5 separate regions of the Mus musculus genome follow, and regions 2, 3, 4 and 5 are each linked to region 1. Evidence: chromatin contacts called from public Micro-C, promoter capture Hi-C and targeted proximity ligation data. All regions are on one chromosome and are shown on one strand. The core of a region is the stretch at or near the end of the contact, and the rest is flanking DNA. Distances in the headings are between cores, read along the strand shown.

Region 1 (5,241 bases), core at 2,484-4,983:
CAGTCAGTCTGTCGCCACGAGACCGTCCAGCTTTCGGGATCTCAGAGGCCACACTTTAAAAAAAAAAAAAAAAAGCCCAGCCCAAGATACCCGCGCGACGTGGAATCCAGAACCGCCGGCTGTGGCTCCGCGTGGGCGGGGAGGAGGCGATGAGGATAGCCAGACTGTGCACGCGGCGCGTCCTCGAGTGCTCCTGGGATGTGGCACCGTAGGGACGCCCGGTGGCGGCGGTTGCTGGTGCGCGAGTTCCTGCGGGTTCTCAGGAGCCGCGACCACAGCACGGTTCCCGGGCTTGGTGCAGGTCACACCGGGAGGGGGTCCAAGCTGTCCTAGTCTTCGGGGCTCCCTAGCCTAATGGACACTTGGGACGACTTTCATCTCACCTCGCCATGAGATCTTGGAAAGTCTGGTCTTGCTATGGTTTTGATACTAAAGCATTTCAACTGAGGAACGGACCTTGGCCAGGCTCTGACGGGGTCGTCCTCCTGCTGGGACAGGTTTGGGCGTGGGAGGAAAGGGAGTTCCGAGCGCTGGAGCCCACCTCGGTCCTGCCCAGGGATCGGCTTCAGGGGGGAGGCAGCGCGCGAGGGGGTGGGGGATCGGATGCAAAGTTAACTGAATACCTGGAGGTGGCCAGGCTGGAAACATCTTTGCACAAAGCGCAAAGGGGAGATGCGGATACACGGGAAAGGGGATCTCTCTCTCTCTCTCTCCCTCTCTCTCCCTCTCTCTCTCTCTCCCCCTCTCTCTCCCTCTCTCCCTCTCTCTCTGATTTGCCTCTAAACTCTCAGATTGCTGCTGGCCACCAAAGGAGTGGTACTTTGGGGACCAAGAGCCCAGGGGCCAAACGGAGGAAAGCTGCCTGTCCGAAAGCTCAAAGCTACTAATGTCTGAGTTTAGGAACTTTCCAGAAGTTCCCACAAAGCTCTCAGATTGGAAGGGGTTGAGGTAGCAGGCAAGGCGAGCAGTAGGAGTTCTGGGCTATGGGGTGTAAACAAGGAAATGTAGACTTCTTTGCTAAGGGTGGGGAACACAGTGGGTTTCTTCTACTCGGCGCTCGGCTTTCCTCAAAGCCGTGGATTATAATGACCCAACATCTAAAATCCCGCCTTCTGGGAGTCGTAGGTGATGGGCGTTCCCTTGTTTTCCTTGTATCCTGGAGCTGAATCACTCTTACAAGGATCTCTCAGAAATTATTTATAAAGAAAAGGCCTTGAAAATACTAGCATTTTTTTAAGTAAACGCAACAGTCGTTTATTTTCCAAGAATAGATACACTAGTTCAAATTGATCTCCAGTCATCCTCCAGTTTACCTCAGAAAAACAACTTGAGAAAAATAGCGCACAAGCTCAGCGTTATTGGGCACGCTAAGAATTCTGGAAACTGAAATAGGAAGATCGCTAGTTCCAGGCCACCAAAGGCTGCACAGCGAAACTCTCCTTTGAAAAACCTAAATTTAATTCGTTAGAATTAAAACTAGTTTATAAGATAAACTTTGGCCCTCAAATAGTTGGAACTTTTAAAGCCCATATTTAAAACGTGTCGTCCCCGATTTCTCTAATGGATATAAATCATAAAAACGAATTGTGAGATAAGAATAGAAATTTTTTTAAAATTTCATTTATGAAAGCAAATAACGAGACATAGGAAACAAGCGATGTAGCATTGTAGTTTCGTATTTTATTCAATCTCTATAACTAGGCTTAGTTTTAACACTCCCCGTTGGAGTAGGACACGTCGTATATACAAGAGATAAATGTTATGAAATTACCCTATTTGTATTACCTACGGGTTTCGGAGCATGTACGCATTCGCAGTCGCAGTCGCCACTGGGAACACTGGCAGTTCCTAAGCAATGTGGATGGTGATGTTTTGTATTGCAGACTGTTTTGTTTTTATTAACAGCAAAACACCTCACTCACTTTCATAGTCATAGGTCCTCGGGAAGTATGTAAGTCGGGAAAACCGTGGAAGCCACAACCGAAGCGGACAAGACCAAGCAAGACTTGTAGATCCAGGATTTTCCCACTTTTGTGTTGTCAAGCGAGCAGAACACATTTGTAACAATTTGGAAGGACTTAGTGCGCACTCCGCTGCTGGCTTTCTACGCACAAGCCTAGCAGGCGGGTGGTGCAAACCTAGAAAGTGGTTCCATTTTGCCACTTGGCTCCAGGTGTGCCAAGGCGACCCAGCCTGGAGGCTGGGCCTGGGTGCTGCTTAAAATTCGGGCAAGGTCCCCTCTCGGCCCGAAAGAGCGGCCAGGGTTGTCAGCCTACCGTCGTCAGCTGCAGGCTGTTGCCTCAGCAGCGCCGCAACGGCGGACAGGTGCTGGCCTAACCGCACGCCTTTACCGGGAGCGCAGCTAATGGCACAGTGATGCTGTTCTTGCTGCAGCGGCAGCGGCGGTTGCGGCTGCTGAGGCAATATTGTCCGGGAACCTGCGGACATGTGAAACAAAGGGGAAGCGGCCTGGGGGTGCAGCAGGCACGGTGGATGTTGCAGCAGGTGGCAGTAGCTCCACGGAGCAAAGGACGGACTCTGCGCAGACCCAGTTCCTCCTCCTGTAACCCCCTGCATGATGCTCTCGATGGTGAACGAAGCGCACCCGCGTCCGGACCGAGTTCCAGAGCTCTGGTCTCTCTCCCAAGGCTGGGAACCCAGTACGGGCTGCAGCGCGGGAATGGCTAAGGGGGTGGCGGGGTCCGCGCCTTCCGCTTTTCTAGGGTTGTCGCCATAGGCCGGGGCCGCGAGCAGCAGGTAGCGCATGGGATGCGGATGCAGCGGGGCGCACGGGTGACTCCGAGGCGGGGCAGCGGGATGAGCTGCGAGGTTAGGCTGTGGTGGGGCAGAGTAGCGGAGCAGGAGGCTGGGCTGGGAGACGTGCAGGGTGGCGGGCACAGCGGGTGGAGGGAAAGGGCAGTGCGGGTGGCCTCCCGAGGGCGGGTGGTGGCGCTTGAAGCGCTTCCTGCGCCGGAGGAAGCTGCCGTTGTCGAACATGTCCTGGGAGGCGGGGTCCAGGCTCCAATAGTTGCCCTTGCCCGGGTGGCCCGGCTCGCGAGGGATCTTGACGAAGCAGTCGTTGAGCGACAGGTTGTGGCGGATGCTGTTCTGCCAGGCGGGGAACTTACGGCGGTAATAGGGGAAGCGGCCGCTGATGAAGGCGCAGATACCGCTGAGCGTCAGGCGCTTGTGCGGGCTCTGCAGGATGGCCATGGTGATGAGCGCGATGTAGGAGTACGGGGGTTTGGCGGGCTGCGGGCCGTCGGCTGTGGTGGTCGCCGGGGTCCGTGGTGCTCGGAACTTGCGGAGGAACCCGGAGGAGTTACTCAGATCGCCGCAGTCCCCCGCGCTCCTCCCTGCAAGAGTGCGGGCTCCGGGCCTCTGCAGGGATCGCTCCAGGCACTTATGGCTCTCCTCCTCGTCATCCTCTTCTTCCGTCTGATCTCCATCTTCCTCCTCTGCCAGCACGTCGATCTCCACCTCATCCTGGTCGGAACTTAGAGGACTGGGCGGTGGAGTGGAACGAAGGTGCCCAGCTCTTGCTGAGTTCATGGAGGATAGGAGGGAAGAGGGAGAGGAGGGGACGGACGTGGGGGCAGCTCACCTGGTTTGGGATGGGTGAGTTAGCAAGGATGAGTCTGCTGGGAAACTGGAGCGCTCCTAGGTTAGGCTTCCTTGTTCTTTTCTGCTTTTTCTTTCTAACACCCTTTGGCAAGGAGCACTTGGTGTTTTAAGTTTCTCTGAGAAGTGCGCAGCTATATATCCTTCTTTGCCGTTCCTCGGGCTGGAGCCACGTCCTCCTGACGCGGTCCAATGATGGGGGGTCCTTGGTCCCTCCTCTTCACAACCATCCACTACGGAGGATGGTTTAATCAGCCAAAGTGCTCTGACATTGTGCGGGCTCTGTTGATGTTTCTCTAAAGCTGCACAAATAAAAATCAAGAGGGAAAACATGATACACAACGACGATGTGGGACCACGTCGACATTTAGACCTTCCCAGTACTGACTTTGGCGAGTAATGAGATGTATCTCAAACAGAATGGCACACTGACTTAAAGCTATATGCCCCCATTCCAGAGAAATGGCTCCTTCCCTCCTCGTAAACTTCACCAAATAATCCCGTGACTCGATTTCCCTAAAAACTAAAGCATCCTAGCATAAACTGTGGAAGTTCAGTGTGGACTTTAAAAGGAAAAAAAAAAAAAGTATTTTCTTAGTCTCTTTTCCTCCAGCTTCTTTTACTATTTAGCCAGCGGAGCAAAGGTGCAAATTATTTTTTCACGTTCAGACAGGGATGCCTAGAAGAGGCTTCAGAAAGCAACACACTAGCACCACAGAGGCAACTGGTATCTTCATCTTCTTTTCCTTCGTTGTCTTTACCAACTACATTGATTTCACTACACAAATACTGTTTCCCCCAAAGTAATTTTATAAAGAAAGGAATGCCCTCACTATATGAGTGCATCTACCTGCTTGGCTTTGTCCCCTACCCCTCCCCCCAACCCGAACATCCATCCAGAAACACAAGTGCTTTACTGTGGTAATAACAATAAATCGAGGAAGGGCGGGGTTGCAGTGTCCCTGACACTAGATAGTCCAGAGGTCCATGGTAAGGCATCCACACTGCAGAGCAGGACAGGGACCCCAGGACTTGCTTGAAGGCTTTGGAGTACCTAAGCTTTTAGATTGGTTTCATGTGAGTTAGCCCAGCAGCTAAAGTAACAATATGGTAGAGTATGTCTGTTACATAAATAGGGATTGCATAGCAAAATACAAAGTACATATTGGGGGAATTGGGAAGGTGAAATCTAAAAAGATGCACTAGGAAAGGATGAAAGTTGTGCCACCTTCAACGTTTATGTTTGTGATTGTGACCTTTATTGAGAAATCAGAAACTGACTACCAAAAATAGCTCATCGCCTTTGGGATTAAAGTAGTTTAAAGAAGTTAGCATCTTTTGGAGAGCAGCTCCCTTGCCAGCCTTTGAGTTAAGCTGCATTGCTCTGTGGAGGGTTTTACCCTCCAAGGCTCTCTATTGTGTGCAGCTTGAGGTAGGACAAACAACAGATCTGAGCCTCACAGATTTGTGTTTAAATCCAAAATTGACCAATGACTATTTGTGTGATTTTAAACTGCAGGAGGGCCGGCAGGTGTCTCATTCAATCTGCTGGCCCCAGATGCTGCCCTCACCCCCTGCTGGAGAGACTCGGTTCCCCTTTTCTGATTATCTGTGTGAGAG
Region 2 (4,783 bases), core at 1,507-4,006, 540 kb after region 1:
TTTCAAAGTCCTGGCCCAAGAAACAAGTTCATTTTACACTCCGCAGAAGGAAATAACTAGTCACATGTTTACCGTACTCTTATTCAGCATGGCTGTAATTTAGAAGCCAGCAGGTTATAAAAATATATCCAAAGTGCATTTTATTGGAGATGTTACCACAAAAGGATGTGGTGAGCCCTTGGCCACAGTGGCCCAGACTTACCCAGGCCCCAGCTCACTGCAGTCCCTAGCGGTTCCCTTGGGGCTGAGAGTTAATGATCGACACAGATGGTATCCTGATCTACCCACTCTGAATTTGGCAAGGATGCAGCACAGAAACTAGAAGGCCAAGCAAGTACTAGTTTTGAACACGTGTATAGAATGTCTGGTGTAGAGGGCGTTTGGGGAGTTTTGGGCGATAAGTCATCCCGCTGCCTCTCCTGTAAGTCCTTTGGGGACTTGATAGGCAAGAGGAAGAGAAGTCTGCTCCTCATTTTCAAATCATGGGACCTGTATAAGAGGCACTGCCAGCCAATGTCTAAGTTAAACCAAGCCAGTAGGTGCTTTCCACTCCACATCCCAGAAGGGTCCAGTGTGTGGGTCCTTGAGCCACCTGGAAGGATGAGGCTGGGTGCTAAACAGAGAGGAAAGCCCTGGGGTGGAGGGACAGGAGCTACTCCAGGTGGCTTTAACAGCACAGGAGACCAAGTCCTTTCTGTGAGGGCCACTTGCTCCTCCTGTGTCAAGCAGCAAAGATGTCTTTGGAAATACTGGCTGTATGTAAATAAGCAGGCAATTAAAGACAGTATCCACCAAGTTGAATCCTTGAGAGCTTCGGTAACTTAAGAGGAAAATCCCATCAGACAGTGTGCCCAGTAGGACCCACTTCTGGGTTTGGCTTTCTAACACCATCTGCCAGGACTGAGGGGTTCCAGGGCCTGGCTGGTGAATACTAACTGAATGGATGAGTGTGAAAGAATAATTTAAGGCCGTGGAAAATCAGGAGAGAGTTGCCTGAGAGATGGGGGGGAGGGGACTCAGAGGGGGCTACAGGGCTTCCCACGTGCAGATAGCCGCTTCCCTCCTGTGTGATACCTGCAGTGTATACTCTGTGTGTGGATGTTAGTATCAGGGTGTTTTTTAGTTAGAAGACTGGTCAAAGATCTAGGGATGGATGGCTTAGATCCAAAGGTCAGTAGATGCAAAGAGCTGGTGGGTGGCTGTGAACTTGAAGCTCTTGACCCCTACAGAGTGTCTGTAATGTTAGTGCACAGCTCTGTTCGCCAGGAGTGCCGAGGGCCACACACGACCTAGGATTCTAGCCAGCAAGGATGCTCTCCCATGGTCCAGTGCTTTTAGGAGGTGGGACAGAATTGGATGTACTTCCCATTTGATTCTGACGTTCGCCTTTTCTCTCTGCCAGTGCAATTTTCTCTGCCAGTGCAACATTGGTGCAGGAATGTGTCAACTCCAGATGGACGCTTTAAAAGTCTAGCGTAAACCTATAGCGTGATTTAAAATTTCCAGAGCCATCTTGAAGCTGGTTCCTGAAATGTGACCAAGGCACTTAGTTGGTGTAGGCAACAAAGAACCAACCAGCAGAGGACTCCCTGGCAGACAGAACACCAAAGTTTAAGTGACTGTTTTCTATGCCAGGAATGACACACATCCTTTCTACATGGAATAAAGGTCCCTACTGTGTGCAATGTATTCCTGGGCTACTTCTTCTTTTTTTTTTTTTTTTAGGTATTTTCCTCATTTACATTTCCAAAGCTATCCCAAAAGTCCCCCATACCCTCCCCGCCACTCCCCTAACCCCCCCACTCCCACTTTTTGGCCCTGGTGTTCCTCTGTACTGGGGCATATAAAGTTTGCAAGTCCAATGGGCCTCTTTCCAGTGATGGCCGACTAGGCCATCTTTTGATACATATGCAGCTAGAGTCAAGAGCTCAGGGGTACTGGTTAGTTCATAATGTTGTTCCACCTATAGGGTTGCAGATTCCCTTTGGCTCCTTGGGTACTTTCTCTAGCTCCTCCATTGGAGGCCCTGTGATCCATCCAATAGCTGACTGTGAGCATCCACTTCTGTGTTTGCTAGGCCCCGGCATAGTCTCTCCTGGGCTACTTCTGTGTAGCCTGGAAGTCAGATTGTATCTTAGACTTCTATAGCTCTAGTGCCCAGAGAATTCATGAGCTAGTCCCTGAGGTTTCCGTTTACAGAGTCTAGCAATGGCCCAGGAATCAGCATTCCCACATAGTTCCCAACTGCCAATGCTGAGCTAGAGGCCACACAGTGACTACAACCCTCACTGTAAGTCGCCCTTCCCTTACCTCAGCTGAAGGGGTCTATCTGGAAGGAGTGGGGCTGAGAGGTCACCTCAGGGTCCATATTTGTCACCTGCGGATGTCTCAGAAACTAAGTCTTAGTAGACACAGTGCTCTTTGTAGAATTTGCGCTCCTCAATTGAAAGATACTTCTGAAAAGATGCCTTTACCTATGAGAAGCCTTCTTTTACTGCGGCTCAGCCAACACATCCCTTGTTTATAAACCCTGCATTCCTCTAGACCTGGCTTTCAGAACTTGCCAGTGCTCCTGACTGAAATCATAGCAGTCTTATAAAAAGACAGAAAATGGCTACATTCACTCAGACACTTAGACACACACCCCCTCCCAGCTGCTCATCCCAGAGTCCATTGGTGCTTTGGCTCCCTCCCTGATGAATGCCCCTTTAGAGCCTGGGAATCCCAGTAAGGAAGACCCAGCGCACCACACAGCTGCTCTCTTCTCTCAGCAGCTGCCTCTGAGACCTCCCCTGTTCTCATTCTGTCGCTGGCCCGAAGTGCACAATGGTCCTTCGACAGCCAAGACAGCGGCCACCCTGGACATACATGCATGCCAGCAGCTGAGACAGACACATCTGTGAGGCAAAGTCACAGGAGCCTTTGGGACTAGGAGCCAACTGAGGGTATCCATTGTTCCGAAGGCACACAGAGCATGCCACAGCTCTAGAGTGAAAGACTGAGTTAAGATGAGAAAGAGGCAGAAGAATTCAGTGTTTCGCTATGACACTGGAGCCAACGTGGTTATATCTTTCCTGTCTATAAATTAATCCCTAAGACTCCACTCTAGGAAGTACAATCACTGAGACTGACTGATGGATGACCTTGATGACCAAAGGAACATCAATAAAGTGTGAGCCATTCAATCACTGTCAGGATATAAGGCCAGACACATAATCAACGCTCAGAGTCTGCCTCACAAACTCTTGATCCTGGTCCTTATGGGTTTTGTTGGTTTCAGTTTGCTGGCTTTATCTATTTAGATTTGGTTTTTGGTTTTGGTTGGTTAGTTGTGGGTTTTGTTCAGAAATAGTCTTGCTGTGTAACCCGGATGACCACTTGGAATTCACCATGTATTGCAGGCTAGCTTCAGACTCATGATAGTCTGGATAATTGCCTGCTAGGACTACAGATGTGAATGACTGAGTCTAGACTGCAAAATGTTTTTAAAGGTAGAGATTAGCTTTATCTTGATGTGCCAGAGTTTAGGGACTTCAACTAAAGAGAACAATAGTCCTGCAGTCACCAGAGCACAGGGTCTTAGACTCAGGGATGTGCTCGGTCATAGTTTTATCTTTGTTTCTAACCCATATTAATATTAGGAAAGCAAAACTCTGCCTTTGCTCATTAGCGACCCTTTCAACTATCTGTGCACTCACTAACCACTTCGTGGAGAAGAACTTGGTCCCATGCCAGCATGATGAATGTTGGTCCAATCAGTGACCTGCTCCAACTGCATAGCAAGAGCATTATCCAAATCTTTGGAAATACAAGGAGTCACGTTTGTGGGCTTTGGCTCCAATTTGCTTGATTCCTTTTCTCCTAATGTGTACCTACCTACTCTGTCTCTACAAAGATATTAGGCATCTCTATAGAGTTAAAAGCCCACAAGAGATGAGCAGTGTACAGGAACCTGCTTTAGCAGAGTGAGTTGTTCCTAATAACTGTTTGACAAGCTGGTCCAGTACCCTTGCCCATATTAGTGCCCCAGAATCAACGAACGGTCCCTAAGCCTGGGTAGCATATCACGGTAAGCATTCTCTGCTCATGTGGGGTCCATGATGGGGCTCTCCTGACCTTAGCCAGTCTCATATCTTTTTACCACTGTAGGCCGCTCAGGTCGGGCATCAGAGAAGACTTGATTTCATTCTCATGATCCCGGTGTCCAGCCTACACATGTTCTCATGGCCATCCAAACATGCAAGAGACAGAGGGACACGATTTAGGAGGCTTGGGTTTCATCGGGCACCTCATCATTTCCATGACATTGTACTGGCCCAAGTAAGTCAGAGGACCAGCCCAGATCCTTCCAGAATGAGAAACAAAACCTTTAGTGAAAGGAACTGTAGGTCTTATGCCAAAGTGTTTACCACTACAGAGAAGGACCTTCTAAAGGACCGGTTAGGCATACAATGAAACAAATCTATTAACGAGTTCATCCCCTACTGTTACTTCTACAGGATGCCAGGTAGCTCAAGAGACATACTTCTGACCAGGCAGTGGTGGTGCACGTCTTCAATCCCAGCACTCAGGAAGCAGAGACAGGCATATCTCTGAGTTCAAGGCCAGTCTGGTCTATAGAGTGAGTTCCAGAACAGCCAGGGCTACACAGAGAAACCCTGTCTTGAAGAGAGACACAGAGAGAGAGACAGAGAGACTTCCCTTAACCCACTAAGATACCTGTGGGGAAGGGTGGAGACATCACATCTGACCCACCAAGAGACTGACTGGCTCTGGCAGCGTC
Region 3 (4,673 bases), core at 1,775-4,274, 870 kb before region 1:
AGATGAGACCACCATTCCAGAGGCTGGGGAGGGGGGCTGTGGTTGTGTTATACACTGTCTGTATAAGCCTACTGCTTCTCCTAATACAGGATTGCTTTTAAATAGAGCTCTCTCACCTACATGAGTTTAAAACACAGTACAAGTGTGGTATTTTTCTTCCTAAAACACCAAGAGAATGGATGGTATCTACTGACAGCTGCTTAAACCCTTACACTCTGCTGTTCTGAAGATGCAGTTAATATTCACTGGTCCTGTTGACGACCTGCAAGTTCTGAAGTTGACCTTAGGAACAGGTCACACATACACAAAGAATGAACGGCAGTTCCAGGTCTGAGTACTGACCTGGGGACATAAGCATAGGATAGACTATGGCTTACAGAAGTGACCCATTCAAGTCCAAATCCTAGATTCCTTCTTGGGTCTGATTGGCTTGTGCCTGAGGGCAAGGCCAGCCAGTGGCAAGCCCAGGTACCATCCTGCGCATTCCAGTTTACCATCCTGCCTGCGTATTCCGGTTCGTGAGCTTTGCTTTCCTTCTCATCAAATCCCACTGTGGCTTCATTGACATCTAAGTGTATTTACTTACCTTGGAAAGAATCCACAATTGCAAACCAATTTCAGACTTTAATTTTAGAGAAAAGCAAATACATTGTGTGTGTGTGTGTGTGTGTGTGTGTGTGTGTGTGTGTGTGTGTGTGTTGTGTGAATAGTTTTTAGTATGTCTGTATGTATGTGGTGGCAGAGAACGACACTGGGTACGCTCTCCACCTTATCTTATTTTTAGAGACTGGGTGTCTTATCCGTTTGGTTAGCCTGACTAGCCAATGAACTTCAAAGATCCACTGCATCCATCTTCTTCCGACCCCACCCCAGGCACTGGGGTCCAGGCACCCCTCTCCCCAAACCCAGCTGTTTGGGTGGGTTCCAGGGATCCACACCCAGGCCCCCACATTTACACAGCACACATTTTACTGAGTGGGTCATCTCCCTAGCACCTCCCACAAACATTTTTTTTTAATAAACTAGCTATCTTGAGAGAACATGGATTATGATTTTACAAAAAGTAAATCCATAAAATACAAACAAGATTCTAACCCGGGGTACTTAAGAAATGCAGCAGCCATTTGAATGACAAGCCTGGCAGGAGGCAGGGGAGGCACTATTCTCAATCGACACCCTACACTTCAGAGTATTCCAGAATGCTCACAAAGATAGCAGCAGAGTTCAGGGTCAGAACAATAGAGTGGAACTCTCTTTACCTAATACTTAAGTTCTGGACTTCACTTTCTATAGCACAATAGGATTGAGGTCCCAACAGAACCATTTAGCAAAGGTCTTTAGAGGAAGTAGAGATTGATACCAGGTACTACAAAATTCTGGGTTAGGCCAGAAAAACGTTATGTTCTTAATGTTCCCACTTGAACAATTACACTAGGTTCAATATGTTCTCGTACTTTAATAAAAAAAAAAATTGGTCTTGACTCTGGGTATGTTTTAACCAGTAGAGCACAAACTGTGGGCTCACTGAAGATCATAGAAAAAGCTATAGACACTGTAGGGCTTTTATAGAAAGGTCATTTGCCGTTCTCATCCTCCACAGTCCTTGCACAAGGACCTGCTTCCAAGTCTCCAGGCCCCTGGCAAACCTCAAGGGGTTATGGATGCCTTAAAAGTTGTGACACCGTTCGGAGGCAGGGATGAGTAGCCATCCATCCAGTCTACAAATGCTTGCTCACTGGCAACCACTTTTCTCAGAGGCCGGGCTTCCCTATGCCCCATTGGCCAAGGAGGCGGGGCCAGGCGCCAGGGTAGGACAGACATCCCCAGCTAGCTGCGCCAACTTCTGGAGTTCTGGGGTGTGCATCCGTAATGACAGGTTCTGTTTCTTGAGCATCCACTTCTGCAGAGCAGCTTTGGTGACTCCAGGAACCCACCCAGGGTCTGAGCCCTTCTTTAATGACCAGGTATAAGTCATCAGTCACAGGCAACCTCCTATTACCTCGGAGCTCCTCAGGGTTCAGTCATCCAACTCCAGATAATCTTTCATTTATCCTTGTCTTAATGAAGAATAAAAACAAGTCAACCAACCCTCCCCCCTTCACTCTGTCACTCTGTCCATTCCAGAAGTACCCCACCCTGTACGGGTACTGTTGATGTGTCAGTGAGGAAAACCTATCAAAACCCCTGTCCTCCCGGAGTTTGCTTTGCCAATGCAGTATTCAGTGGCCACAAAAAGTTTCAAATTCTTTTTCGCCCATCCTCATGTGAGTCTCTCAGGAGCTTGATACCGTGCTTAATGTTAACTTGACGGAAACAAAATCCTTAACGTGTAAGGGACAGACACTGGCCAGGTGCAATCCAATTCTCCCTTCAACTTGACTGTCTCCCGACACTAACCTCCCACACCCCACCCCCACTTATTGTCGCCTACACTTCAGGTGGCTTTAGGGTCCCCGCTCCCCCAATAGAGGTCAAACAAAAACAATGGAAGGGACCGTCCACAACACACTGCCGCGAGGGTGGGCCCCGCAGAGAGGTACTCTCGGTACTCACCGAGGAGCCAGCCCAGAATGGGCACGAGTTCTTCACCTGCGGCGAGCTGCTCAGCGACAGCGCCCCGAAGCTGAGCGCCACCATGCAGCAGCCCAGGATCAGCTGCAGGAGCCCGAGCGACAGCAGCGGGCGCGCGGGCAGCAGCGCGGAGCCTGGCGCGGCGGGGCGGCGGGACGCGAGCGCCGGCGGCGGGGCCAGCACGGCGGCGGGGGCGCAGCGGGGCCGGGCTGGAGGCTGCAGAGCACCCCGGGGCCAGCGCGGCCGCAGCGGGGGCAGCGGCGGCTCCTGAGCGGCGGCGGCGGTGGCGGCGCCAGGACCCCCGGCCTGAGGTCCGCCCGACAGCCCCGCCACCGGGCAGCAGGAGCCCGGGAGCACCACCGGCAGAGACATGGGCGCGCGGCGGGCGGGCGGCGCAGCCGAGCGGAGGGCGCCGCGCACCGGGCACCCGCGCCGGCGCCGCGCAGGACGGACTGCGCACGGCCCAACCACTTGCTGCCGCGGCCAGCGCCGGCCGCGCCCACGTGCCCCGCGGGGCCCGCCCCCCGCCGTCCCCTCTCGGTCACCCACGGTGACAAGTGCGCCGTTGCCTTGGGGTCACCGGGAAAAGTGTCCAGGGACGGCGGGAACCATGCAGCTAGCGGCTCAACCGTTGTCAGAGTCTGTCTGCAACCGCGGCGCCAAGGGACCCGTGGTGGACCCAGGTCCCTTGAGCTGGCAACCTTTAAATAGGAAAGGAGTCCCTTGTGGTTCTCCTCCTCCACCACGCCCGGAGGAGGGGCTGTGGGCGACCCGACGGGAAAAGGTCCTAGCCCGGAAAGAGGACACTCACTGGACGTTACCGCCCGGGAATGCAATCTGCATCTATGGCTTCTATGGAGAGTTCCCGGCTCTGTCGGTGCAGCTCTGCCGGGAGGGAACAGAGTGCTTTCCCAGCACCAGAGTGGGAACAATAGTGGCCAGGCCAGGTTACCTTGGGAGACACTAGTCAGCAATCACAATGGAAGAGCCCAGGGCGGCCCTGTGCAGTTGGCAGGGGTCACAAGCTCCATCCTTTTAGCTTTGACCGGGAGCTAATTGGCATCACATGATAGAACACAGGCTCCCAAACTTCGCAGGAAATGGTCTAATGAAATCTTAATCTGCCTTGGTAATTTATAATATATGTATCGAACTTTGAGGGGAAAAAAAGCAATTATTCGCCTTTGCACAAAAGTTTCCCCTAATAGAATGTCTAGACGGCTCATGTATCATAGGTAAGAGGGTGATCATGAACTTCTTTTCCAGGTAAGGACAAGAGCAGTGTCGGTTTGCAGCCAGTTGTAGCCCTTGAAAGCTTGGCTTATTGGAAAGGTGAAGGAATCTAATGCCCTCCTGTTGAGTAAAAAGAGAAAAGCAGGTTTGGCCGTGTGTTCTGCTTGCGAAGGCTGTATTGATGCTGAACATTATGTCCCACAATGTGATGTATTAGACATGTGCGGGTGTTTACATACACACTTTTAAAATCATTAAACCACCATGTTTAATAGTACCTGTGACTTCTTTTCTGACTGCTCCCAGGAATAAATGTCAAGGTTGGGGGCAGGGTGTAGTTTGGCTTTTGTTTTGTTTTTAAATGAACACTGAAAATCTGATGTCCCGTGTACTTAAGAACAAAACCTACAATAGATGCTCTTAAATTGCAGGTGAAGACGAGTTTCATCCCTTCAGTGCTGTGATTATAACTTTTATTTTAAACACAAGCTTAAAAGTATTTAATTCTTAAGGCTGGATGACACCCTGCAATACAGTGTGTCTACTTGAGTGTTCAGACATTCTCTCAGCTAAATAAATCTATTTATTCTATTGGCCAGAGCCTGACACCTGAACCATGCCATTAAAAATGCATTCCTTGTGTCTAAGAATGTTTGCATTAGAAGTCAGGATACCCGCTTTCCCTTGGGGATATTTATGAGTAGGATGAGGTTGGGGGAGGTGTGGGTGACAATCTACTTTTCAATGCCAGTGCTAATTACACAGCAAGGGTTACTCTGATAATCTATATGGTTACACTTAGGGTCTTTCTGCTTCTCCGTATTTTTATACTTAAGGATCTTCCTAAAAGACTTCAAATGCCCAAAGCT
Region 4 (4,728 bases), core at 580-3,079, 680 kb before region 1:
CAGATGGTTGTGAGCTACCATGTGGTTGCTGGGAATTGAACTCCAGGACCTCTGGAAGAGCAGTCAGTGCTAATACCTCTGGGCCATCTCTCCAGCCCTGTAATTTTTTTTTAAGTGCAGTTTCATTACTTAGTACCAAGGCAATGAGGAATTAAGAGATTTCGGGGAATCTATACTTAGTTAATTCATGCGGGCTGAGTCCACTCCCTAGGTGACTCCATTCCATTGCAGTCTAGACAAAAGAAAACCCTCCTGGCTCTTTATCTTCCTTAATGGAAAGCACACAACAGAATCCTGCAGCTAGCCTACCTTGGCCACTTAGTAATGTTGCATCTATTCTGCCTATTACATTCCTAGTCAGGATTCTCAGCCCCCTGAAGAAAACTGAGGGCATTCGGTGCCGTTTAACTTAACATTTAGGAAGGTTAAAATGCTCAATTTCACGTTCCGTATCATTTTAAGGCACATTTCAAGGCCAGAAACAAAAAAACCTGCAGCCTTATATGTTAGCCAAATATCTTCAAATCTCAATAAAGAGCCAATGGCTCTGGGGGCGGAGTGGGTAGGTCCAGTGTGGCTGTACTGTCTGTCCCCATTTTTAAAATAGCATTCAGATTTAAGGCTGAGTAGGAGTCCGACGTGATTCATTCCTTAGCTGGGCACCGCCACTTTTCTTGGGCCAAAGGTTCCCAAAGGTCAAAGTGCAAATAGATCCCAGGGCTAACAGGTCTAGGGTGCGGCCTGAAACCTGGGTTTTCAAGAGGCCCCCAGGCAATGTCCCAGAATCCCTCTCTCCTTACCAGGAAACTGGTCTTTCAAATGAACTAGGAAAGTCGGGAAACTTTTAGAGGCCAGAGGAGCCTCTGAACAGAACCCGCACACCTGCGGACCTGGGAAGGCGCGGTGGACAACTCAGAGACAGTAGCTCAGAAACCCTCTCGCACACTGCAGCAGCCTGGAAAACACCCTTTTCAAGCTCGGAGAATGCTTGGCATTCGGTGGCCTTTTTCCAACATAAAAATCTCCAACTCGGCTTTGACTGAGAGTCCCATAGAAAAGCCACGGAAAGCAGCCCTGGAGAGCTGACAACGCCCTGTGTTGACAACTCGGCTCGTCCTTTATAAAAGAGTCGAAAGACCCCAAATATATATATACACACACACACAAAGTCGAATTAAATGTTTCACAAAGCGACGGGACTGTTTTCCTGTCGGCGGCGGGGGAGGGGGCAGACTCATGGTCACCAGGATCGCCCCCACCTGCACACAGACACCAGCTTTCCCTCGCTCCGCGCCCGTTCAGGTCACCCACCCCTTAGATACCATCGCTGCCAACAGAAACCCAAAGGCCCTCTGAATCTAGCAGAAGAGACGCTCTGCGGGAGCGAAACAATGTCCCCGCCTGGAAGGACAAGGAGGAGCCAGGCACCTGTAGCAGCGGCGTAAACTCAGATCCCGGGTGACCCTAAGTCAACCCCGGTGATGCGAGGCTGCCCAAGGGTGGGAGATGGAAGTACGCACGCAAAAAGCAGTGCTCAAGAAATCACATCCCAAACCCCACGGGGACAACCGGCGTTCACGCACGCTGCCCCGCGGCGAGCCAAGGCTCCAGAGCAATCTTGTACCCCGGGAGGGACAGAGCCGCAGGTACTCGCCTGGAGAAGGGGGGCGGCGGCAGCCAGCAGAGTCAGCGCGCAGAAAGCGACGGTCCCAGGCGTCGGGCGGCGCAGCGCGGGCAGCGCCTGTCCGGAGGCGGAGTGCCGCGGGCTGCCGCAGCAGGCGGGAGCCAGTGACCTCCGCCACCGGCCGTTCCTGGGTATTGTTGTGACTCAACCTATTTCCTGTTTGGAGGGCTAGAAGAAAGGGGGACAAGTGCCTATCTAGAGTGTGTGTGGTTAGGGGGAGGGTAGATGGGCGGTGGCCATCACCTGCTTCCTCCAGACCCGGAAAAAAAAAAAAAAAGTAGCTCGCGCCACTTTGGGTCGTCCTGTTGGCGGAGGGGGAGGCCTCACCGGCGCCACCCAGCGGTGGGGCAGGGATTGAGCGACGCTTCCGCCTCTTTTCTCAGCAAAACCCCCAAGCTTCGGCTCAAGAGTATAAACATTCGCAGGGTTTATCTAATTCGTGCCCAGATCTGCTTTCAGTCTTTCCGCAGGTGCTGGCGAGGAAAGGTCAGTCACCCCTCAGAAACCACGGGAAGGGTGTTTGTGGGTCACTGTATGTATACGGTAGGGGAGTGGAACGGGTTGATTTTTGTTTGGGGAAGAAGAGAAACGGGTAATGGTATCGGTGAAAGATAAGTTTTAAGATCAATTTCAATCCCCCTCCCCCTCCAACCTCCCTGGTTCTCTGGCTCTGAGGCTCCAATCCGGAAATACCGGTTCCTCTCGGGGGACAATAGGTGAGGGCGGAGCACTAAGCCCAGAGCCTGCTTAGTCACACCGCGGGGAAGGAGGAATGTGCCTAGTGCCCAAGGCTGCACCCGGGGCGCAAGTTCGCCTTCCATTTAACCTAGTCTGGTTAAAAAATCCTAGGAAGAAAAAAAGAAAAGAAAAGAAAAAGAAAAAAAAAAAAATAAAAAGAAAAGCTGGATAGTGGTAGCGTATGCCTTTAATCCCAGCCCTTGGGAGGCATAGGTAGACGGATTTCTGAGTTCGAGGCCAGCCTGATCTACAGAGTGAGTTCGAGGATAGCCAGGCTACACAGAGAAACCCTGTCTCAGGGGGGAAAAAAAATCCTAAGAAGATTCCAGGGTACAGGATAAAAGTTGTGGTGATGGCGAGATGGATAGTGGTGATAGTTGTGCGGTGTGAATGCTCGCACTTGCCCACTGCGTTGCAATTTTAAGTATTTTAGTTTGCTTTTTTAAAAATCCTGTAAAGGATGCTGAGGTTCTATTCCAGGCAACTTCGCGCACGAGCGCCCTCTCCTCCCCACAAAACCCTTTCGCCAGGAGTAACTATGTCAACTGAGACACTCTCTCAAGGAAAAAAAAAAAAGAACAAAAACAACAACAACAAAAACAAAACCCCAACAAGAGAAACCAGGAGTGGTAGCACAGATTTGTAATCCCAGAGCTGGGGAGACAGATCCTTGGATTTACCAGCCCCCGAAAAATGAAAGACCCGGTCTTATAAACCAACATGGACAGATCCTGAGGAACAGGTGTTATCAGACCTGCCAATACACACACACACACACACACACACACACACACACACACACGCCCCAGGCAAAGGAAGATCAAACCTGAAGGCTCAGGCTTTAAGAAAGTATCACTTTAAGAAAAATGAGCACAAGCAAACTGTTAAGCAAATAAAAGCATACCAATTGTGCCTCCATTTACTAAGAAAGGAAAAACACCTACCCATGAATTTGCTTTTTCTTTTTTTGAGTTGAGGTCTTAGTTACTATGGCCCTAATGGCCCTTCCATGCAATCCTGCTGGTTCCAATTTTGGGGTAATCCTCCTGCCTCAGCCTCCCAAGTACTGGAATAATGGGGTGAACACTGCTGTTGTGTTTTTAAAAAAGAGAGAGAGACAGAGAGAGAGAAAGAACTTGGAATATGTTTGTAGGGTGAGGTACGGTGAAGGGGTGACTCTGGGCCCATGCTGAGGCATCCCAACCCCCTGAGGTACCAGCCATATGACAGATATAGCATGGAATAGAGTTTATTTAGAGCATGAGGAGTCGAGAGAGTAGAGACAGAGAGAGAGAGAGAGATAAAGAGAGCGAGAAGAGGAGCAGAGGCCAGCCATTAACATGTGGAGAAAGAGGGGGAGAGGAATGGGGAGAGAAGGGACAGAGAGGGAAGAGGAGAAGAAGAGAGTGAGGAGGGGACAAGCAGCCCCTTTTATAGTAAGTCAGGCACACCTGGCTATTGCCAGGTAACTGTGGGGCAGAGTTAAAAAACTACCATGTCCAGTTGTGTGTGTGTGTGTGTGTGTGTGTGTGTGTGTGTGTGTGTGTGTGTGTGTGTGTGTGCATTTTAAATTATTTATGGGGGGCCTGGAGAGATGGCTCAGCGGTTAAGAGCACTGACTGCTTTTCCGAAGGTCCTGAGTTCAAATCCCAGCAACCACATGGTGGCTCACAGCCATCTATAATGAGATCTGACTCCCTCTTGTGGAGTGTCTGAAGACAGCTACAGTGTACTTACATATAATAAATAAGTAAATTTTTTTTAAAAAATTATTTATGTTTGCATTTGATAGTATGGTTGTTTTGTCTGCATGTATGTCTGTGCACTGTGTACATGTCTGGTACTGTCAGAGGCTAAAAGAGGCCATTGGATTCCCTGGAAGTAGAGTTACAGTCTATTGCTAGCCTGAGACCCTGTTGGGAGTACAGCGTGAAGTCCTTGTGCCCACAAATCTCCAGGGAAACCAGGAATGTTAAGCACACAGGATTGCCTTTCCAATGAGAAAGATGTAAAACAAACAAACAAACAAACAAACAGAATCAACAACCCAAAACCTGTTGTTCCATTGAGAAAGCTGAGAACTAGAAGCGACTTATAGCCTGGTGTTGTATGTTACCAGTGAGCCAGACCATAGCAAGCTCCCACACCCAGGACTGGCAGTGGCTAGTAGTCTAAATGACCCTTACAGCCAGGGACTCCCCAAGCTCCCATAACCAGGCCTGGAGATATCTAAAAGTCTAAGTGATCCTCACATTATCTGTATAGCCAGAGGCTTCTCCAAGCTCAATAAGTTTAGGTCCAGGCAT
Region 5 (5,285 bases), core at 2,376-4,875, 570 kb before region 1:
ATACTTAGCCATAGATACACTTAACAATAGATATACTTAGCCATAGATACACTTAACAAAGATAAGATGGCAGGTGGGATCAATCAACATGGAAACATGGACAGTCAGTGCTTGGTGTTTTTTTTTCCCCATCAAGATCATAATGAGAGAGAGAGAGAGAGAGAGAGAGAGAGAGAGAGAGAGAGAGAGAGAGAGAAACAGAGGCAAGGAAATCAACAAGATTGCTAATTACAAAAGCCAAGTCAGACAGACAAACAAACAAACAAAAACGTCTCACCCTGGAGGACCTGAGTGTAGACTGGAAAGTGACAGTGTCCTTTACCATGGGTGACAATCAGCCCACCAACCTCATGCACTTTATCAGAAAACAGAGACGATCTCTAAGCTTTAGGAGGGAGAGCAAGTAGACCACATACATGAGATTAGGAAACAGGAACTTTGAACCCCTCATCAGCCCAGGTAGCCTGAACACAGTACAATAATGCCCTCAAAGGCCTTAAGGAAGACTGACCCCAATAAGACTCAAGGCCTTGCCAATCCAGTAGCATAAAGACCTTTTAGATATATAGAGTCTCAAGACTTCCTATAAGCTCTATCTCAAAAAATGACTGGAGGATGGTTTCCATAAAAGTCAAGGAATAAGTTAGTAAGAGGAAAAATACAAAGACCATAAGCAATGGAGTCGAGTTCAGAGAAGATACTGAACCCAGAGTAGAGGTGAATGTCAGAATTGACAGGTACCACGCACAGGGAGCAGACTGGAATAGGCCGGAAGTGTCTAGGAAAAGCATCCAGGTATATGGATCTGATACAGTCTATCTGAGTCAAACAGACATGGAAGGAAGCTTGAGATTTAACCAGTAGTAATTATTATAAGATATCTAAGAACAGAACAGAACTCATTCAGGGGGGCAGGGATGGGGAAACACATGGCAAAGTGACAATGCCTTCCAACAGGGCAGGGCTGTGAGCGGTGTTTGTGGCTCAGTAAGGACAATGATGATATGACCAAAATGATGATCTGCTTCTAGTAGAACACAGAGGAGAGGAGCTGATTGCTATGGAGGTAGGGGTGATGAGGGGCTATCCTCGTCCAAAGTGGTCCAAGCCTGTAGAAACTGGAGGACAACCCTGCTATTCCAGACATCATTCATTCCTCCCCAGTCCCTAGTGGCAAGATAATATTGTTTACAGAGCTGGAAAGAAAATTACTAAAAAAGAAAATCAGACATGAAAGGTGGCCGCCTTTAGCAAAGATATGAAGGCTGGGGACATATGGGCTAGTGGTTTGCACAATAGTCTATGAGGCACTGGAAGGGTGGAAAGGATGAAAGTCCAGTATTCATGCATGAAATCCTCAAAAATATTTTAAAAATTAAAAAAAAGAAAACAAATTCACAAATGTGTCCACTTCCTACTTCCCCTCCAGCTTGTTCTCTCTGGTTTTCAAGACAGGGTCTTGCAATATAGCCCTGGCTGGCCTGGAACTTGCCATGTAGACCAGGCCTTTTGCCTATGCCAACAGGTGCTGGGATTCCAGACATGGTCAGCCTTTTCTTATATAAAGCCAGTTTATGGTTCTTTATATTAACAGAACCAAACCTTTCCAGGATGTCAAGGGATGATTCTGTACAAGAGAGTTTTTTTTTTTCTTCTGTTTTTTTCACCAAGCCGATACTGAGATGACTATAATTAAACTTGTTAGAAAGTTTATTAATCGATCAAGCTAACAATTGTGCTTGCTTTCTCCCCTCAGTACCGTGAAGATTTTCTGGAGTCAGAGCAGCTCAATTAAGAAGAATACCTTGTTTGTTATCAATTCTGAGTTGAGGAAGAAAATAAATCTCGGAAGGTCTTTTTAAATCTCCAAAGACAATATTGCTGGAATCAAAAACCCCTCCATCTTTAAAAATTTGCAGTGTGAGACATTTGGGTTACAGCAACGTTTGGTTTTATGTTTACAAAATGCAACACAATTGGCTCTCTGTGCCAATCCTTGAGATGTCTCACAAACTTGCTAAGAGCCCATCTGATGTAAAGAAGTAGTCAGTATTCATGTCCTGGGCTGCAGAGATCAATTAGTTGGTAAAGCATCTTGTCACACAAGCATGGGGACTGAGTTTGATTCACAGGACCCATTGTGAACTATTATAATCCCAGCACTGGGAATATAGAGACAGGAGAATCCCTGGGTCCTGCTGGTTAGCCAGCTTAGCCTAATTAGTGAGCTTCAGGTTCCAGTGAGGGACCCTGTCTCAAAAAACAAAGCAGATGGTACCTGAGGAAAAATTGTATCTAAGGCTGTCTTCATGTACACACGTGCATATGCACCCACATACCCATGAGGTTTCACACACTATTAACTATCAATTAGCAGGAAAGGGGCAAAATACTGATAGCTAATTATGATTCAAAGCCATAAAATCCTAAGTGTTGCTTGGATAACTCCCAGTTAAAATGAATTCCGATAAAATTGAAATGTCTCCAAGATCTGCAAAATACAATGTGTAGGATGTGCAGTGTCAGAATGACTCCACCCAGTAGGCCTTCAGTCTGAGGGCAGAGAGAGACTCATGGGCAGTACTATAGCTGGAGTACTCTAAACATAAGAAACACAAAGCTTGCTTCAATAAAACCAAACCAAACCAAACCAGTCATGTGTGGTGGCATACATCTTAAATCCCAATTCTTGGAAGGAAGAGGCAGGCAGGTCTCTTGAAGGTCAAGGACAGCCTCATCTACACACAGTGAGACCCTGTTTCAACAGTAACAGCAGCAACAACAATAGCAATAGCAACAGCAGCAACAACCACCACTGCCAGCAGCACCCCAACATTCTGGGTCTTCCCACCTTTCTGTTTGGCACTGATGCTACCCCACAGTCAGAGCCCTTGGCCTCGCTAATAGTCCCTAACCTTGAATTGAGGCACTGGAAGCTCTAGATGTCTTCCTCCAAAAAACGTGGCATTGTGGCATTTCAGAAAACATGCAAGTAGGAAGGTCACTTACTCTCTGACCTTCTCTTGCTCAAACTCCTGAAGCCAGCCCTCAGTTTCTCTTTGAAGAAGAGAAAGACTGTTGGAGCAGGGACACGGAGAATCTGAGTAGCAGGCTTGCTAGCTCCTATAGTTTATACCTATGAGATTACACTGCCTTTGTGCAGCTGTACCTGTAGAAACCCGTTTTCTTATCAAACAGCGTAAAGTGCACAGGTGTCTCCATGTCTTTGAGGATTCAGCTAAAAAGGCTACTTGGCCACAAGAAGGACTGCTAAATCAATCTATGTGTTCCTTTATTTTATCCAAAAGGTTGGGTTATTATCCACTCTGTCTTGTTATAAGGGCCTCAACTGTGAACCTAGTAGCGGCAGAAGAAAATAATTTTCTTCCTCTTCTAAGAGTCTTAGGGCAGGTAGTATTTTTTCCAGCCTCCCTTGCAGCTACTGATGGCCATGTGATACATTTCTGGATCTGAACCATTTACTGTTACAGGTACAAGTAGAGAACTCTTCCTCATAAAGGAGCAGAAGCTTTGAAATGAGAAGTCTCAATCCCCTACTAGCCTGGGCCAAGGCAAAGTTGCCTAAGATACCAAGATGTAAAACCCTTGTGGGAACCAGTCCCTTTGGGAAATGGAAATTGAATTCTCTGTTACTTCCCAGAAGCCACCTGGCCCTTATCTCTGCCGAGCAGCCTGACCACAGCATCCTGATACCTATTTTTAAAAATTTACTTAATTTTTTTTACGTGTAGGAATGGTCTGCCTGCATATATATATATATCTGTGCACCATGTGTGTTCAGTGCCTACAGAGGCAGAAGAGGGTATATGGCCCTCTGGAACTGGGTTCACAGATGGTTGTGAGCCACCATGTGGATGCTGGGAAATGAACCCAGGTCCTCTCTGAGAGCAGTAAGTGTCCTTAACCACTGAGCCATCTCTCCAGCTGTACACTCTGATACCGTAAGGACCAGAAGTCCCCTCATAAAGATTTTTCTTTCAACAGTTATTTTTGCTCACAGTAGTTCTTTTCCCCTGATGCTTTTCTGCACAACAAAAACCACCATAAAAAAAAATCCCAAAAACCCAAACTCTCCTTTAGGCGGGGTTGCTCTCATTTCTCTTGGGGGCAGCCCAGTAGTTCATGCCTAAAATAAAGAACTTTGTCCTCAACGTAGCTCTGGTGGTCTCACTCTCTCACCAGCCCTTACACCCTCCTTTTCCTTTGCTCCATTTTCTTTCTTCCAGAGTTCATGGAGGGGAGACATAATATCTGAAGCCATGGCAGCCATCTTGTGACGATGGGGCAACACAATAGCAAAAAATTAAAAGGTGAGAGAGAGCAGAATGGAGTGATGGGAACACCCTGGATCTTTGAGGATGTCAGCAGGCTGACCTCTATCTTTAGACTTCATCAAGTAAGTGACTAATGTAAATTGAGCCAGAGTCTCTCAATGCCACCTTGAGTGTAATGACATTCTCCGAACATGAGGTTTGTACTGTCCTTTGGGGCCTAGAGGAGAGTGACTCTTGACACCATCGGTGAATGACCCCGAGGACTTTAGCTGTCTTGGACTTCCCACTACCCCAAGACCACCCACATCTCCTGTGCCTAGCTGACAGGCCTCCTTACAGGAAGATCTAGTTCAAGCCATACTTCTTTGTTGCATGGTTGAGAAACTTTGTAAGGCTAAGCAGGGGAGTGACAGTTTATCAAATGTCTCCTACAGCCTCTGTCCCACAAAGATGAGCAGCCAGCTTGGCCCGAGACTAGAACCCACCACCTCACACTGACTCTGCTTCTTGTCACTGAACTCATATTCTGTCCTGTGAACCTTTGGCTCACTTTCTGAAGCATGGAGATCACATTTCATCAGATCAAAACAGAAGCACTCCCACGTGGCACCCGGAGTGTTTATTTATCGTGATTGAATTATAGATTTGAAAGGATAAAAGCTTCATCAGTATGTATGAATTCATTTCATGTAACTTATTATGTTTTTTTTAACATAGTATTAGGTTTGGGTGTGCAATGTTCTTGGTAAGAACTGATTTTTATCTATGTTCCTATTAATTCGGTTTCCACTCCTTTTCTACCTCTAGAGCATACACCTTACAGAGTTAACACATCCATTGAATAAAATAATATGTGTAAAGTTTTTGGCAGAGTGAGTGATAAATAGTAGGTAGCTAATAGGTGTGTTTTAGGATTATCTTAAACCAGAATGTGAAAACTGAACGTGACTTACTGGTTAATCATAACTGACAGGTTGAACATTTATCTTC

What was found. Promoter capture Hi-C pulls out the DNA fragments that hold promoters and counts their contacts. A called contact is a pair of places that touch in the nucleus more often than the background predicts.
Region 2: a targeted proximity ligation map of stem cell-derived neural progenitor cells shows a contact between it and region 1, with 3 times the contacts expected there. A contact is called at or near these places in 3 of 39 promoter capture datasets (embryonic stem cells, pre-B cells and stem cell-derived epiblast-like cells), 1 of 484 Hi-C or Micro-C datasets (embryonic stem cells) and 2 of 130 datasets of targeted methods (pancreatic cancer cells and stem cell-derived neural progenitor cells).
Region 3: a Micro-C map of embryonic stem cells shows a contact between it and region 1, with 4 times the contacts expected there. A contact is called at or near these places in 3 of 39 promoter capture datasets (cranial neural crest, hippocampal neurons and liver), 1 of 484 Hi-C or Micro-C datasets (embryonic stem cells) and 3 of 130 datasets of targeted methods (astrocytes, embryonic stem cells and extraembryonic endoderm stem cells).
Region 4: a contact with region 1 is called in a promoter capture Hi-C map of embryonic stem cells, with 4 times the contacts expected there. A contact is called at or near these places in 5 of 39 promoter capture datasets (cranial neural crest, embryonic stem cells, hippocampal neurons and 2 more) and 6 of 130 datasets of targeted methods (bone marrow-derived macrophages, embryonic stem cells and stem cell-derived neural progenitor cells).
Region 5: a contact with region 1 is called in a promoter capture Hi-C map of pre-B cells. A contact is called at or near these places in 7 of 39 promoter capture datasets (the 3T3-L1 cell line, the HPC-7 cell line, cranial neural crest and 3 more), 1 of 130 datasets of targeted methods (embryonic forebrain) and 1 of 9 other capture datasets (adipose tissue).

The regions. Positions count from the first base shown.
Region 1 is chr19:24,897,283-24,902,523 of GRCm38.p6, forward strand. Foxd4 (forkhead box D4) reads right to left here and starts at 3,734. Exons shown (of 1, transcript NM_008022.3): 1 at 1,661-3,734. The coding sequence starts at 3,552. The coding sequence ends at 2,218.
Region 2 is chr19:25,437,200-25,441,982 of GRCm38.p6, forward strand. No RefSeq gene overlaps it. Among named protein-coding and RNA genes, the nearest start is that of Gm26207, 14 kb to the right of the region's middle.
Region 3 is chr19:24,027,995-24,032,667 of GRCm38.p6, forward strand. It overlaps Fam189a2 (family with sequence similarity 189, member A2), which reads right to left and starts at 3,025. Exons shown (of 11, transcript NM_001114174.1): 1 at 2,554-3,025. The coding sequence starts at 2,943.
Region 4 is chr19:24,223,197-24,227,924 of GRCm38.p6, forward strand. Tjp2 (tight junction protein 2) reads right to left here and starts at 1,830. Exons shown (of 24, transcript NM_001376368.1): 1 at 1,655-1,830.
Region 5 is chr19:24,327,741-24,333,025 of GRCm38.p6, forward strand. All of the region lies in intron 13 of Pip5k1b (phosphatidylinositol-4-phosphate 5-kinase, type 1 beta), which reads right to left. Among named protein-coding and RNA genes, the nearest start is that of Fxn, 50 kb to the left of the region's middle.